Regions from separate parts of the Gossypium hirsutum genome. Here region 2 is linked to region 1. A link is a contact called in public Hi-C data. All regions are on one chromosome and are shown on one strand. Each heading gives the region's core, a stretch centred on a gene start, on an enhancer-like site or on the middle of the called end of the contact. The rest is flanking DNA. Distances are from core to core; before and after follow the strand shown. Region 1 holds the start of LOC107945538 (scarecrow-like protein 6). Region 2 has its middle 7.5 kb from the start of LOC107945543.

Evidence for each region. Hi-C and Micro-C count contacts between places; a contact is called where the count stands out from the background.
Region 2: a Hi-C map of leaf shows a contact between it and region 1, with 2.3 times the contacts expected there. The contact joins the enhancer-like site here to the promoter of LOC107945538 in region 1. A contact is called at or near these places in 5 of 34 Hi-C or Micro-C datasets (all in leaf).

What each region holds. Positions count from the first base shown.
Region 1 is chrD12:37,619,494-37,622,140 of Gossypium_hirsutum_v2.1, forward strand. It overlaps LOC107945538 (scarecrow-like protein 6), which reads left to right and starts at 1,345. Exons shown (of 1, transcript XM_016879590.2): 1 at 1,345-2,647. The coding sequence starts at 1,679.
Region 2 is chrD12:37,854,377-37,857,023 of Gossypium_hirsutum_v2.1, forward strand. No RefSeq gene overlaps it. Among protein-coding and RNA genes, the nearest start is that of LOC107945543, 7.5 kb to the right of the region's middle. Within about 2 kb of position 1,330, at least 5 of the 9 cell types and tissues checked have an H3K27ac peak or open chromatin away from gene starts, as enhancers often do. A contact at or near this core is called in leaf, where this site is marked.

The DNA.
Region 1 (2,647 bases), core at 95-2,594:
GAAAAAAATTGAACACAGAACCTCAAGCACACAACTAAAACACTTAACCATTAAATCAAATTAATTTACTTACCATGATTCCTACAACGTTAATTCAAAAACAATACGTGACCACTCTTGGTTCACTAATCCAAATTCTACTAACCTAATTTTTATTATGTGACATACCATCTCAAGGAAATGCTTGAAATGCAAACGTAATAATATTACATTACCAAACAAATATAAAAGTTTAAAATGTCATAGGTCATTGTATTTGTCACAAATTTGAAATGTTATCCCAATACTTTTATTTTTAAGAATTTAGTTATTTTACTTTTTTTATTTAAATATTCAGGCTCAACTATTAATATTTTTAAAATTATTTTATTAAATTGAAGTTCATTATAATGTCAGTTTTTTAATTACATGACTATCGAGTTAGTATTTTTTTTTCAAAATATCACATCAACAAATTTAACAATATTAATAAGTAGACTTAAATTTTCAAATATAAAAAATAAGAAACTAAATTTCTAAAATAAAAATACAAAATTTAAATTTAAGTTTATTACATATTTTAACCAAAATAAAATTTCGCAATCCAGTAGGATGATTTTGTTTTCATAGTACTCATGGTTTTAATTCTCCAACATTTTGGAAGAGAGAGAGAGAGGGAATAGAAGAAAGTGACAATTAGTTGAGCTACATATAGAACACAATGATTGCAGCCTTTTTAACAGGCAGGCCATGACCCCATTATTTGGCATACTAAAATTAATAGATTAAAAATATAATATAAATATCAATTAAGTTTTAATTTAATTAATATCATTAATGTTATTCGTGTGAAAGGTTGTAGAGAGGTTATAGACCATCGTAAATATTGTATTATTATATATATGTAGAAAGACAAATGGACCTAAAGCCAAAAAAACCCTTGTGAGCATCCAAGGCAAACAGAAAAAAGTAAAGGGCAATAAGAGGTATTCACATTGTTGGTTTTCAAAGGTGGGGTTTACCAATATGGGAATTATGTTCCATACCTCTAGTCATCTAACGTTTGATTCTGATGGCAATTGTCTTATAAGCTTATCCAACAATACTTGAACTTCATTTGAAGTGCTCAAGACTCTGCTTGCCCTATGCCATCACCGTTGATTAAAAATGTCTAATTTGGAATTTTATAAATAAAAATCAGATTTTTACTCTCTCTTAGTAAATAATAGAAAAACAAATAAAATTGGAGTCTGTAAAAGAAAACTTTAAAAGATGCTTGGCCACCATTTCTTCTCCTAACACTTTATTATTTTGCCTACATTGTTTTCTATTTATCATCTTCCTTTGTTCATTTTTCTTTCTACAAATTTCTTTTTTAAGTCAGCTTAAAAACAACGCGTTCATTGCGTCCCACACAAATTTCTTTGTATATTTCTGATTTTTTCCCCTTTTTATACCAAAAACTAAAAAGTAAGCACTCAATTGCTTTGTCAAAAGCCATTTATGGTAGGACCTCCATTAAAGAACACGACACCTTAATTTGCCCCCCTCCCCCTTTCCTTTTATTTCTCTCTCTCTCTCTCTCTCTCTCTCTCTCTCTTCATATTCAAGTCTTCCCCTTTCTTCTACCTCTAGAATTTTGGGTGCTTCAAATTTTGGAGTGTACTTTTGTTTTTTTTCTTTTGGAGTTTGTTCTTAGATGAATGCCATGCCCCTATCCTTTGAGGAATTTCAAGGGAAGGGGGCTTTAGATTTTGCTTCTTCAACTTCATCTTATTCCAATTCATCACTGTTATTACAACACCAGCAACAGAAAAAGTGGCAAAACAACAAGGAAAGTTGTTGCTATGTGGGATTTGATCCCACATCTACAAGAAGCCCGAGTCCACCAACGTCTTCATCAACACTGTCTTCCTCATTCGACGGAGGCAGCGGTGGTGCCTCCACGGACAGTAGTGGCGTGGCGGAAACAGCAACTGTCTCCAAAGGTAAAAGTCAGTCTTTTGATACAGGGACGGGAAAATGTGGTTTAAGTATGGAGGATTGGGAGAATGACCAATCCATTTTGAGACTAATTATGGGTGATGTTGATGACCCTTCTTTGGGGTTAAACAAGATTCTTCAACCACCAAGTGGCAGCTGCGGTGGTGGTGGGTCGTCGAAAAATATGGAGTTTAATGCTGGTTTTGGTATGGTCGATCATAGTTTCGGGTTCGACTCCATTACTAGTAGTGTTAGCTTGATGAACAATGATATGGTTTCGTGTTTGAATCCTGTATTTGACCAAAACCAGGCCGAGTTCACCCAGAACCCGGTTATGTTATTCCCTTCGTATGCTGCTGAAATGCAGGAACATAATCTTTTGTCACCACCACCGCCGAATAGATTCAATTCCGGTACAAGTGGACCGAATTATAAAGTGCCGAAAGTTCAGTTTTCGAGTTCGGGACCGGAGCATTATCTCCGGCGTCAACAATTGCTTCAACAAAGGCCAACCACGCCGAAGATAGTGACTGATGAAATGGCGAACCAACAGCTTCAGCAGGCAATAATAGACCAATTAATTCAGGCCGCAGAGCTGATCGAAACCGGTGATCCGGTACTCGCGCAAGGGATATTGGCGCGGCTCAATCACCAGCTCTCCCCTGTAGGTAAGCCCTTTATAAGG
Region 2 (2,647 bases), core at 80-2,579, 230 kb after region 1:
TTTGTTGCGGCGGCTGGGGCTGTTTCAGAAACTGCTAGGGTTTCTGCTTATGCTCTGGGCTTAGAATCGGGTTTAGGTTTGGGTTAGGGTCTAGGCAAATTGGGCTTGGTGAAATTTTTTGTAATTTGGACTGTCATTTTATTTGTTTTTTATTTGTGCACGGGCCGAGCAAATATTGGGCCTTACACCTGAAATTAACAAAATTACATTTTTCAAAAACATTTCTAAACCCCAAAACAACAATGTTGATCAATTGACACTTCGTACTTGAGTTTAGCATTTTTTTTCTAATATAATGTTTTTTTTGTATTTTGCAAAAGCTATACATTCTGGTATCTAAAAGTAACAGTGTTAACTTTCTAATATTTAATTCGAGTTTTAAGGTTACTTTGATGAAAGTTAATCTCTAATTAAACAAAACCTTCAAACTATATTTAACAAATTAAGCAAATTCGCAATTGACACTAAATTCATTTTATTAACAAAACCATCAAAATCCAAACCTGATAATATCAGCAATTAATCAAATAAACCTCGAAGTTCAAATTAAACACCAAAAAATTAATTTCATTACTTTTAAATACCAAGATATGCAACTTTTGTTAAATACAAATATCACATTAGTATATTGGAATTTTGGGGGTTTTGCACAACAAAATATAGCATCACATTAACCTTAGTCCAAATGGGGGCATCACATGTTCACAATAAATGGGGTATCAATGCCAAGTTGAAGTGCAAAGTTGAATATTTATCTAACCCAAAGAGATAAACATGTAGCATAATCCCATAAAAAATTAATGCCCGACAACAAAATTAATAATTATCTATTAAATTTGAATAGTATGTGTTAAAAAGTTTTAAATTGATAACATCATTATTGATCTTTTGCTAATTTAAGCACGGGTCATTCTAATATTCAAATGTTTGATAACAAATGTTTGAATTTAACATAAATTTTTTTAAATCAGATAATTCCAAAAAGGTGTATGTATTGTAATTACCAAAGAGCTGAGGTCAGTGCTTGTGTAACACCAAAAAATTGACATTTATCAATAGGCTTCGTTGAATGTGATCTTCCGATGACGAGATTCCTTTTGGATGATTTAAGGAACAAAAGCCAATATGCTAAAATCCAAATTCAATAAAGCCATTTTGATGATGACCAACTCTACAAAAAAAGAAAAGTCATTTATGCTAAAACAAAAATGGTCCAATGGCATCTGCTGAGAATTATAACAAAGCTTTCAATTGGCTCCTGGTATTGGATCCAACTCTTTAACTTTACAAGCCCAAGTTTGCAATTTGACCTATTGGGGAATGTGATTGGCAGGACTTGAACTTTGACATTTGGGCGCCGACTAAGAACTTTAACCACTTGCTCCATCGGGTGGTCTTGAATTATTGCATCAAACAAATGCAACCCCACCCCCATTAACTTGGCTGAAATGCTTTGGTTTTTTGCCTTGCCAATTTTCCATCAATTAGCCTAAGGAAGATCCATGAAGTTGGGACCAAGTTGGAATTAGAAACCAAATACGGGCATAAGATTAAGAAAGTAACAACTTATATTCCCCAAATAGGAGAAAATTATTAGTGGATACTTGATGTTCTTTGGCTTTCAAAGTTCAAGGTGCTAAAATTTCATTGAATAGCATTTGATTCCCATGCCATCTATGTCCCCTTTTTCTTTTTTCCCTTCACTGTGTTCTACTTTTCAATGGATTTATATGGCAAAGGCCTAAGGGAATCAGAGTCACTCAGAAAAGGATATATAATCTTTCTATTTTAAGGCCTACCGACCCTTCAATTTCAATAATAAAGCCCATATGGTTTCTCAATTTTAGTCTGGCCCAAGTCTAAACAACATTTATCAAACTAAAAGGGTTTAATTGCATCAGACATTCTAAATTAGTCTCCAAACTTCAAAACGTTCCAATTGAACTTTTAAAGTATCAATATTATATCAATCAGGTCTTTTCCTTAATCATCAGCTTGGGTATTAAACGTTAGCTCAAGCCTAACATGGAGCATATTTAAAATATATTTGATCAAAATTTTAACATGTTTGTACCTATAGAGGATTCTTTTGTTAAAGTGAGGAGAGTTCACAAAGATACGGTGGAGAGAAAGATTTGAGCAGAATCAAAAAACAAGTGTGGTTGTGGTGATGGAAGCAATAGGTAACTAAGAAAAGTAAAAGCTACTGTAGTTGTTGTGATTGTTTAGAGAAAATTATAGAGAATTTAGAGTATGCTTAAGTTTGCCAAAATATCAAAAAATCCCAAATGAAATGTTCAAGCCTCTATTTTTAAGCCCTAGAAGGAAGTTATTAACGGATGGTTATAGAAAAAAGTGGGACATGCTAAAGTACTAGATAATGGGATTGAAAGAAATCAGTGAATGTATTTCTAAGAAAGAGGGCAATTACAAATACCAGGCGAAAGTTACACTCACGTATCATTTTTGGTAAACAAAGTGTTACTTGTATGATCAAATACAAGTGTACTCTCTATTTACCCAAGAGGAAAAGCACTTGTATTTCATGAAAAGGTTAAGAAGTATACTTCTTAACAATGTCCGCATTTTGAACCTCCAAGATATCTCAACAATGGAGCAACCTAAGAACCTTGCCAACTTTCCCATG